Linked DNA regions of Mus musculus: regions 2, 3 and 4 are each linked to region 1. A link is a contact called in public Hi-C and promoter capture Hi-C data. All regions are on one chromosome and are shown on one strand. Each heading gives the region's core, a stretch centred on a gene start, on an enhancer-like site or on the middle of the called end of the contact. The rest is flanking DNA. Distances are from core to core; before and after follow the strand shown.

Region 1 (2,700 bases), core at 187-2,686:
GCGTTTCCTTATTTACCTTGACAACTCTGTGCACTAGATATAATCATTATGAGTACAGTAGCAGTAGAAACCCAGGGATGCACGGTTAAGCAATTTACCTAAGATCACGGGGCTATGGAAATAAATGGGGGTAGGATATGGATCCAGACGCCCAAACTCAAGATCACTAGCTTTTTTAGCCTCTGGACAGTCTGATCAAGACATGTTAATAGATAAATTCCTTCGAACACATGCAAACTGATTTTTTTTTTTAAGGAGACCAGGGAGATCGCAGATCCTTCAATGGCCTGGTTTCACTTTCAATTACATTGTAACACTTCCACACTTCCAATGGAACTGTAGAAGAAAGCCAGCGTTTTATGGCCTGACAGTAAAGAAAACGTGTAGCAGCAGTGCCTAGATTTTTTTTTTTTAGTTTGAAGACCGATTGCTGGCCACTACGCAACACGATGTTTCAACGCGGATAAGATCAAACCCCAAAGAATAAGGAAGCCACACGTCCGGACACAAGAAGGCTGCAAAGAAACGGGGTAACCGACAAGCAGCAAACAGTCGTTTAAAACAAAAACAAAAAAACCCTCCAACGACGGGTGTTTTACCACTCCATTTACTTTGAAAGCAGGACAAAATGGAACTTGCATAAACACTTAGTCATCAGTACGCTCTGGAAGTTACAAACCACCTCGTTCGCAAATTCTAATCCGTATCCGAGTTCCTACTTGGCGAAGAAAGAAGAAGGGCTGATGGTCTCGGAGACCACAGAGTGAAAACACCTGGTGTCCCCAGCCGAAGCCCATCAGAGGGGAAAACCAGCACGCAGACCGGGGGACTCCCCGACCTGCGCAGCCTCCACCGGCAACTGGGGACTTTTCCGGGTCCTCTCCCTCCCCACTGTGGGTCTTGACATCTACCGTGTGCTGAGGCCCGCGGGTCCCCAAAGCGATTGCAAAAGGCAATGGGAAGGCAGGGAAGGGGGTTTGACAGGCCAGAGGCAGAGGAGCGGGCGCGGGTCCCCAGCCCGGCTCCCCGGGGTCTGCACCTGCAGGGTGGTGATGTGCTTGTCGTTGAACTTGTTCTCGCAGTAGCGCAGCACCAGCGACGTCTTCCCCACGCAGCCTTCCCCGAGCAGCACCACCTTGAAGGAGTAGGCTCGGCCCGCCGCCGCCGCCGCCCCGCCGCCGGCCGCAGCCATCCCGCCGCCGCTACCCCGCCGCCCGAGCCCAGCGCCGCGCCGAACCCCGCACCGCCGCCGCCGGGGCGCCCGCTCCTCCCGGGCCCGGCTCTTTCACGCCCCGCCGAGCCCGGTGCTCGCCGCGTCCTTCCGCGGGCGAGGCCTGCGAGGGCCGAGAGAAAGTCCCAGAATGAAGGGCCCCGGCCACCACGTCAGGGACCCGAGGCTAGGGGAGAGCTGCCTCTCCTCCCTCTAATGGCGTCTCCTTCCTCCTACGTCACACCCCTCGTCACGTGACCGCGGTGGGCGGAGTCGGCGGCGGGCGAGCCTGGGCCTGTTTCCGCGTCCGCACGAACCGGCTCAGCATCCCGGGAATCCTGCGGTGGGAAGGAGCTGATCTTTGCGATCTGACCCCACTCTGATGGAATAGAATACAGGACATGATCGCCCGGCCCGAGGAATGGTCCCAAAGCGGATAGCCATCACACCAGGGGTCATCACACGCAAAGTCCGGCCAAGGTGCCCTTGAGTCTCTTTCTCTGGGCGCACAAATCCGGGCTCATGAACTTTACAGTTCGTCCACACGGCCAGGTCCTCGAGTCATCGTCCAGGTCTCAGCTTAAACCGGAAAGGCTTCCCTGACCACCCAGACCTTCCCACATCCTTCCATCCCTCTTACTCACTTCCTCACCGAGATATTTCCTAACAATGGTGCGCCTTCTTTATCGCTGCTTGCCACACTCGGTGGAATTCCGATTCGGTTGTAGGTTTAAGAGCAAGGATTGCAGAAGACTTAACTTCTCTCCGTTTCCAGCCCTAAAAGCCCAGGCTAAGAATAAATGCGGTCCCATCATCAGTCATCACTCCTGGTTCCCCAGGATTTCTGTCTATGCTGAGTCCACTTTGATGGGTCTGGTTTATTGGACGATTGCTTATTTTTTCTTCCTGTGTTTCCATTTTATTTCATGAAATACACTTTCCAAGAAAGCAACCTGGTATTTCTGAAATTTTGTAGTTTGGTGTCACTTAAAATAAACTTTCATCTCATCAGACTAATTTTACACTTCAACTTAAAGGCAGCTCATTCGTTCATTCAACGAGGGCGTGAATGTAGCCAATGCTTGCCATTCTCTGTGTCGCATTAGATACAATGTCTCTGTCCTCAGAGAGCTTACATTTTTAACCAAGGAAACAACGCATGCGCAATTTACACACTGCATGCTTTTTAAGGAGAAGCAATTCAGAATGTTTTACAAAGATACATGGGAAGCTAGCTGAGTTAGCGTCCTAGAAGAGCTTCCTGGAGAAAGCTGCCTTTTGTTAGGAGTATCTTCGGCAAAAAGGAGAGCCGTGAAGTAGAAAGGAGCATCCGACATTGACGTGTGACAAGAAGTCAGACAAGAAATCAGAGACATTACCTTTAAGTTCAAGGCCAGCCTCTTTTGAATTGTGAGCTCTAAGCTAATTGGAGCTACATAGCAAGACACCATTTCAGTAATAATAATAATGATAATATTTACAATAATAAT
Region 2 (2,700 bases), core at 74-2,573, 4.2 Mb before region 1:
ACAAAACAAAACAATCAAGCAAGAAAAACAAACAAAACAAGAAAACAATAAACTTCCCTTATGTTTATGTAAAATACAAATATAATTTCTTAGGTTTCTTAACAGAAGAATGTGGCAGAATCTTTCCCTCATTGGAACAGTCCTTCATGACAAAATCTAATTGTTTTTCAAATGTTAACATAGCTGCATCAAGATGTGTTTTAAAGATCAGCGGCCTGGCATTATTTAACTGAGCAGTAAATTGCTCTTTCTTTGGGCAACAAAATGGCCACGTCTGCAAATTTTTTAGAGCTGCTATGAAATACATCAGTAACAGGCAGAATCCTATGGCCTACTTAAGTATCCAAACGATCAGAATGTCATCTGATTTCCTGTCAAGAAATGTAATGGAAATTGTGTAAAGTTAAAAAAAAAATTCTTGGTTCCAGAGTAGAAGGATAAAGGAATAAGGAATTGAATTTTTATCGTAGAGAATGGCCTTGTTAGAGGCAGCTCATTCCTCCTTCTGCACTGTTAGGTCGCTTTTCTCTTCTTCTGTATTGTAACTGGCTTTCTTCCAGTGATGAGTTCTGCCCCTTTCCTCTCCACAGGATGGGGAGGGATTTCTGGGGTCATGGTTAAAAAAACAAAAAACAAAAAAAGCCAAGAGTTGAGGTACAAAACAACAACAACAACAACAAAATCCGAAGAGTTAAATTAGGCTTTCTGTTCAAATTGAGAGGTACTATCAACTTGCCACGTCGCTAAAACCGTCACCAACCTCACTGTAAAACTTCATGACTGTAAAAGCTGGCACCCAGGATTCTGAACATGACTAGGAACAATAACAAGAAAGCCTGCTAGGCTATTTTCATCCCAGCGTGACTGAAGTCTACATCTCAAACCTCCTGTGAGGCCAACAGCTAATGAGACACCACAGTGAACGTGTCATTGGAACTTAGGCAGCAGGGACTCCTGGCTGCTTCTCAAGCCCCAATTTCTCCTGGCAGCCTCCTCTGTGGGCCCGGCCAGAGGTCGGGAGGCGGGTCCTGCCCAGCGAGCACTTCAGAGACCTGCGGGTAGCCGGCCCTCCACCCCAGGGCTTCCTGAGAGGGAACCTCGAGGGCGGGGAGGGGAGCGGAGGGGAGGTGACATGACAGCTCGCCATCACCACGAGCTGCCAGCAGCTGCCTCTGCGCGCCCGCCCAGCAGAAGCTACCCGGGGACCGCCTCCTTGCGGCGTCACGTGACGGGAAGGGGGCGTGGCCCAGGCCCGGGCTGGGGGCGGGGCTGCGAGAGGGGCGGGCCTTGGGATGTGAAGGCTGGTGGCGGCTCGCGGCGCCCAGAAAGGCGGTGTCAGGGCGGATGACAGCATTCTGCTGCGACGCGCTCCCAGCTGGGCGGCGGTGGTAGCGGCAGCGGCAGCGGCAGCGGCAGCCGGGGCGGCAGCGGCGTTCGACTCGGCCACCGCCGAGAGCGGTAGCGGTAGAGAAGGAAGAGGTTCCGCCCTGGCCCGCGGGCGGAGGAGCCCGAGTTCGCTCGCCGCTCCGGGCCGAGCCCCCGCCGCGGCTCGCCTGTGCTCTCCGTCCGGGCTGGCTCTCAGTTCCCGCGGGCGACCGCAGCCGAGAGAAGTTGAGGAGGGGGGGTCCCACCGGACACTAAGGCCCCGGACTCCGGCGTCCCTGTGATCCCACGGAAGCCTGCTCCCTGCGGGCCGCCTCCTCTGGGGCTCCGCATCGGTGAGTGGCGCTCAGCCCGGTGTTGGGGAGCAGCGGAGTCGTGCCTTTTGGGGTGACTGTAGTCCCTCAGTCCTACGTTCTGAGCTCGGGCTGTGGGCACTCGTGGGTACCCCGCGCCGCGAGTTCCCCTCCTGCCTCTCCTTTGTCCCTTCTGAGAGGGAGATTGGCAGGGCTGGCGGGGGTGGCGTGTTTTTTGGGGCCCGCGGTAGGTGCGTCTGCAGCGGTACAAAGCCCAGTGGGGACCTGGGATGGGGGCGGGGGCGGCTCGGCGGCGTTCCGGGTCCCGAGTGTGTCTGCCCCTCCCGAAGTTTGACAGGGCGACGCCGGGGCTCGCCGGAAGCCCCCCGCGCAGGGGGTGAAAACCTGGCGCTTTGTCGCCCCGGGCGGTTAAGGCAAGGCTTGGGGTTTTCCTGTGACAGCCCCTGAAGAGGTTGTGCCGCTCGCAGGCGGACCGCACCCGCCTTTGCAGAGACTGTCGCGGTGTTCCTTAAACCTCAGCTCCGTTGGCCTTCTTGCCACACTGGAGAAAAGGCGGTGTCTTCGTTGCACTTTTTTTTTTTTTTTTTTTACGTTTTGTTTGCGGCTAAGCTGTGGAGAGTGTAATCAGGTTCCAGGGAGTTTCATATGGAGCATGCTTTTGCTTCATTGAGCAACCCACTCAAGACCGGCTGATGCGAAGCAACAGTAGATGCAGATTTTCCATTCACTAAAGTCATTTAACACTTCTTTGTGAGCGACATCTGCGTCGTGAAACATAACCTAATTTCATTTTAACTAAATGCCGTCTGAAATAAGTTAACTTGGGTTCGTCTCTAAACAGATGGGAACACTTATCTGACGATAGCATATCTGCTTTCAATAACTTAATGAAGTTTGTGCCTTTTTGCTGCTGGAAGACTTAAGTAACAGTAGTATTAGAATACCTTGGGTTAGCAGGGAATTCTTCAAAGTAATTTCACTGTAAACAACCTCAAATTAGTGC
Region 3 (2,700 bases), core at 183-2,682, 4.3 Mb before region 1:
AGTTTCTTCTTACTGCATAGCTGTGTCAGAAACCCAAAACAGTCTTTTCTAATGAGACTTGTCTCAGCATATATTTCTAAGAAACTGTCTCAGTTTGTGTGTGTGTGTGTATGTGTGTGTGTGTGTGTGTGTGTGTGTGTGTGTGTGTGTATGATCAAGTTAAGAGATAATAGGGTATTAATACGAAAGTGGTCCTTTGTATTTACAATTAAAAAAAAAAAAACAAGACACAAAAGCCAGGAAGAAATAAAATCAATCGAATGCAAAGTAACCACGTTTATTCGAACACCACGGATCTGGACACCATTCTCAACCTCAAAACACGACCTGAGTTCTGCAGGAAGCTGCGCTACACTTTCCTGCCCTCCCCGCATCTCACCGTGCACCGATGATAATAATAATAATAATAATAATAATAATAATAATAATCAACAAACCTGGATACACAAAGAATTGCTTCCAGGCCTTTACTAAACACAAACTCAGCTACAAACTGGGAGGTAAACAACGGGCAGAACCTGACGGCTCCGGCAGAGAAAACTGTTCCCGTCCAGGAGATACAAAAGAAAAAACGGTGGGAAACGTGTTGCGCTGTCTACCCTCCCTGACAGTCCCCAAACAGCGCTACTTTGTGACAAGCTAATGGGTGCGTGCGTTTATTCGCCAAAGTTCAGACCCTCTCTCTTTTTGTTTTTTTGTTGTTTTCTTTTCTTTTCTTTTTAATAGCCTAAGGGCAAACACACCCCGAAATTCGCTGTCCCCAGCGGCGAGCTGGTTGCTATGGCATAATCTGGAAGGACATCACTTTGCCCAGGAAAACTACGATCCCCGGGGAACGAGTGAACTGATGGGAAGGGTCGTGTCATCCGCCACCGAGAAAGAGGGGACGAGGAGAGAGTTAAAACCAAACAGCAGATCGGCTGCCTCCCCTGCCTGGGGAGGCTTGGAGCGAGACCAGGGGCTCCGGCCGAGGTTCCAAAGTGTCAGCAGGCCCCCGTCGCCCCTGCACCCGCAGGCAGCGCGGCGACACCACAGGACCATCGCCATCCCCACCTCTGTCCTCCAGGCACCGCCAGGGACGGCGTCCCAGAGCCCGCCCCGGCCGGGCCCGCCCCGCTATCTCCTCCCCCGTTATCCGCTCGCTCGCCGCCGCGCTCGGGCCTGGACTCGCTTTCTTCAGCCTCCCCCGGGGTCCCGCCACAGGTCACCGCGCCGGACGCCTCGGCCGCCGCCCCGGGCGAGGCTGAGGGAGCGAGGCCGCGGGACCGCAGGGTCCCGGGAAGGCGCTCGGCGCCGTCCCTCACCTCCGGGTGGAGAAGGGGCACGCAGCCCGTTTCGGTCTCGTACTCATCCGGGCCGTCCGCCATCTTGGTGTTAAATCCCTCCTCCCGCTGCATGCTGGGAGAAAGCGTTTCAGCCTCGCGGGGCTCGGCAAGGCGGAGGGCGAGCGCGAGGGCGAGCGCGAGCCCGGATGAGGGCGACGCGGCGCCACCGCCACCGCCGCCACCTCCTCTTCCCTCCGAGCCCCCGGGACGCCCCCTCAGCCCCTCCCGCCGCGGAGGGCGCGGGTCCCGATGCGCGTGCGCCGGCCCGGCCCGACCCGGCCCGGGGCTGGAGTGTGCTCTCTGCTGCACTGCGCCGGGGCAGCGGACCGCGTTGGGCGTGGGCGCCGCGGCCCGGGGGCGGGTCCCGGTCGGAGGCCGATGCTGCTGCTGCTGCTGCTGCTGCTCCTCGGCTCCGGCCACCCGGGAAAGGCCGCGCGCGACACAAGACGGAGATCCAGAGCCGCGCAGGGCAGGGTCCCGAGCCTTCCAAGGGCTGGAAGGGCTTAGGGTGTGACCCTGGGAGAGCAAGGATGCGTTCTCCTCGCCTCCGCACCTGTGCCTCGGGGACACCGGGAGAAGCAAGGACAAAAAAAAAAAAAAAAAAAATTGGCTTCCTTGAAAAAGCTTTTGTTGTGTGATGCCCTCTTTGCGATTGAGCTAGGGCATTTTTTTTTAAAATCCTTGCTTTTGACAAGGTCAAAGCCCCACACTTTCCCATCTGCTGCATTTTAATAGGGACCCGGGGATTCAAAAGTGAAACCTTTTTAAAATGAAAGCTCTAGAGTGTGACCCAGATAAAAATGATTAAAGCCGGCTTTAAGAGGATATTGGGGTTGGGAGGGGGCTGATGGAACAATTGCAGAAAGGATTTGTTTCTGGTTTGGGCTACTAGGGATTGTAAATCTCTACAGCGCCAGGGAACATTTAGCAAAGAGCGATCTGATTAGAGATTCTGATACTAACCAGTCCCCTGTCAAAGCCAAATCAGCCAAAGATCACCAGAGGGGAAAAAACCTGCAGTCGGACAAAGCCAGATTTACTGGTAGATCGGGAGGAAGGCACGTCAGAGGAAAAAAGGATGGGGCATGGAAGAGGAAACCCCTTTGTAAGGTTTATATTCCCGCCAAAAGAATCTGAGGAGGGTCTGGGGAGAGCTGAGATCGGTTCTGGATTGGACATAATCGATTCTGAGGAGGTGAGGAAAAACCAGGAGTAACAAGGCATTGGACGAGATCACGAGGCTAGGTCCGTTCAATACTGTGCTCTCCCAGTAACAAATGAAAACGGCAAAGTAGACCTAGTATTCGTCGGTAAACGGGCAGTAATCACTCAGAAAAAGGATGAATATGCTATTTTATAGCTGCTTCTGGTGGGG
Region 4 (2,710 bases), core at 142-2,641, 4.8 Mb after region 1:
ACAGTTACCACAGAGCTCAGCTCAGCGGACTTCTTTAGCAAAGCCGTGTCTGCATCTCATGAATGTCACTTCTCCAAGTGCTGTCTGGTACTAAGTACTAAGTTGGGGTTACTTCTCTGATTAAAGAATGTCTGCCTAGGTGCTATAGACATGATGGCTCAGCCAAGAGCACTGGCTGCTCTGCCAGAGGTCCTGAATTCAATTCCCAGCAACCACATGGTGGTTCGCAATCATCTATAATGGGATCTGATGCCCTCTTCTGGTATGCAGGTATAGATGCAGATAGAGCACTCATGTACACAAAATAAATAAATCTCAAAAAAAAAAAAAAACCAAAATGGCTGCTTAATTCACAAGTAGTATTTCCACTGAGACAGCAACTTCGCCATTTTCTCTCCCTGGCCTGTCCCAGTAGCAAATGCTTGGCCAGGATAGCCAGTTACACTTCCATCAACATGTAATCCTTTCTATTTAATTTCAAACACAGCCAAAGTTGTGTTTAAATTGCCAATGGTCAGTTGCCACACATGGTCCTGGTCAGCAGCTATTACTGTACTAGACCATGAAAATACAATGTGTGTGTGTGTGTGTGTGTGTATGAACATGTATGTGTGAATGTGTGGGCATGTATATGTATGTGTAAGTGTATGTGTGTAAATGTGTATGAGTGTGTTTATGTATGTGTGTATGTATATGTGTAAATCTGTGTGTATGTGAGTGTGTGTGTGTGTGTGTGTGTGGCCGTGTGTTTCCGCGCGCTTGCTCTTTTTCTCAAAGTTGCTTAACAGCAACTCCGTCTCTTATTCAGCCAGCGTGGTACAATAATTAAAGGATTCTGTTTCTGGGTGGGAATGAGGGTGCATCTATTTCCTCGACTGTAAAACTACCCCCAACTGTTAACTTTAAGCGAGACGATATATGAAAAAACCAAGCTTAACACAGTATGTGCTCTGAGTCATTACGACTATTACTACCACATCTAAGTACGGTGAAGCAGCCAGTCACACCACAGGTCTGTCTGTCAACAGTCAAGGACGCTGGGTGCCGGGCAGTGAGAATCGAAAATACTTCTTTGACCCCTGCCAACCCGGCCCGGCTGGCGCTGGCTCACCTCGCGCGCGCCCAGGGAGGCTGCCCGCCTTGATGCCCCCGCTGCAGAGTTCCTCGGCATCCACAAACTCCTCCTCCTGCTCCCCCTCCTCCTCCTGCGCACAATCCTCCTCCTCGTCGTCGCTCTTGTACGGGTGCAGAGGGCCCAGGAGCTCGCGCAGACGATCCTGCCTAGCCATTATCTCTTCGGCGAACTTGGCTCAAAACAACTCTACAAAACCTGGCGCGCGGTGTCCAAAACTGCAACCAATCAACTCGACCCGGGTAAGCCGGTCAGCTTCCGGGAACATCCAGGAGGCGGGCGGTATGGGGGCGTGGTCTGAGCGATGCTCCGCCCCAAAGGAGGAGACTGGTGACAGGCGGGACCAGCAGGCTGGGAGGTACCACGGCGGGCTGGCTGCTGACAGTTTCAGAACTGCTCTTTTTAGAGGTGCTGGGCGTTTCCTGCGGAGAAGGAGACGTGGTGAAAGGTCACGACTCTTGGGCGCAGAGAACCCCGGGAAAGCAGGGCATCCTCTGCCCGCTCTCTTAAAAAGAACACAGCAGAGGCCTCTAAAGACCTTGGGGCACTACCCAAAAGAGTGAATCTCCAATCCGGAGAGCGTGGTGGCGACGGCTAGGTGCCTCCTTACACGTAAAAGCGCCGCGGAGAAGTTGAATTTACATCATGTAGGGAGGGCATTTATCCAAGTAGATAACTAGGTCCCTTTGTATATATCCTCTGCATTGGGAGTTAAAGTTGTGATGTACTTTCTCATTTTTAATGCATGACCTGGGTTGTCCATTTTTATGCTTTTCCCGCTTTGGAAACCACTGGCTTTCTTTCCCGTTTATATACTACTCTCCTCGACTTCTTTTTGTTTTGTTTTGTTTTGTTTTGTTTTGTTTTGTTTTGTTTTGTTGTTTTTTCGAGATAGGGTTTCTCTGTGTAGCCCTGGCTGACCTGGAACACACTCTAGGTCCACCGCCCTAGTTCCTGTTTTCAGTAAAGCAAAAGGTGGGGACTTGTAGCCCAGAGAATATGCAGACTTGAGATAGAAAAAAAAAGAACAGCCGGGCTTGGTGGCGCATGCCTTTAATCCCAGCACTAGGGAGGCAGAGGCAGGCAGATTTCTGAGTTCGAGGCCAGCCTGGTCTACAAAGTGAGTTCCAGGACAGCCAGGGCTATACAGAGAAACCCTGTCTCGAAAGAAAAAAAGAAGAAAAGAAAAAAAAAAGAACAAAAGCTGAATACTGCGGCCGCGGTTCTCTAGATGGATAGTGTTTAAAAGTCGCGGTGCCCTTTAAGGGGCGCTATAAAATACTATTTTACTTTAAGGTTATTGTTTATTATGTAATTATCCTAACGTTAATCCTAAAAACTATGTTTTTATTAAACCCCAAAGCTGTGTTGCTGGTTTCTAATAAAGGCATTTGTCATACCCAAATGTCACGTGCATAGGATCAACCATAACGAATACGCACAGGCATCTTTCTTTTAGATTCCTTTTTTTTTCATGTGCGTGAGGTTTTTTTTTTTTTTTTTTTTTTTTGCTAGCATATGTGTCTGTGCACTCTGCATACCCAAAGCAAAACTTCCAGGCTGTATACTTAGTTGTCA

Evidence for each region. Promoter capture Hi-C pulls out the DNA fragments that hold promoters and counts their contacts. Hi-C and Micro-C count contacts between places; a contact is called where the count stands out from the background.
Region 2: a Hi-C map of CD4 T cells shows a contact between it and region 1, with 4 times the contacts expected there. The contact joins the promoter of Osbpl8 here to the promoter of Rab21 in region 1. A contact is called at or near these places in 1 of 39 promoter capture datasets (pre-B cells) and 1 of 484 Hi-C or Micro-C datasets (CD4 T cells).
Region 3: a contact with region 1 is called in a promoter capture Hi-C map of pre-B cells. The contact joins the promoter of Zdhhc17 here to the promoter of Rab21 in region 1. A contact is called at or near these places in 2 of 39 promoter capture datasets (erythroid cells and pre-B cells).
Region 4: a Hi-C map of B cells shows a contact between it and region 1, with 5 read pairs. The contact joins the promoter of Helb here to the promoter of Rab21 in region 1. A contact is called at or near these places in 1 of 39 promoter capture datasets (pre-B cells) and 1 of 484 Hi-C or Micro-C datasets (B cells).

The regions. Positions count from the first base shown.
Region 1 is chr10:115,314,155-115,316,854 of GRCm38.p6, forward strand. Rab21 (RAB21, member RAS oncogene family) reads right to left here and starts at 1,437. Exons shown (of 7, transcript NM_024454.1): 1 at 1,040-1,437. The coding sequence starts at 1,192.
Region 2 is chr10:111,163,479-111,166,178 of GRCm38.p6, forward strand. It overlaps Osbpl8 (oxysterol binding protein-like 8), which reads left to right and starts at 1,324. Exons shown (of 24, transcript NM_175489.3): 1 at 1,324-1,718.
Region 3 is chr10:111,008,634-111,011,333 of GRCm38.p6, forward strand. Zdhhc17 (zinc finger, DHHC domain containing 17) reads right to left here and starts at 1,433. Exons shown (of 17, transcript NM_172554.2): 1 at 1,305-1,433. The coding sequence starts at 1,397.
Region 4 is chr10:120,111,574-120,114,283 of GRCm38.p6, forward strand. It overlaps Helb (helicase (DNA) B), which reads right to left and starts at 1,392. Exons shown (of 13, transcript NM_080446.2): 1 at 1,112-1,392. The coding sequence starts at 1,289.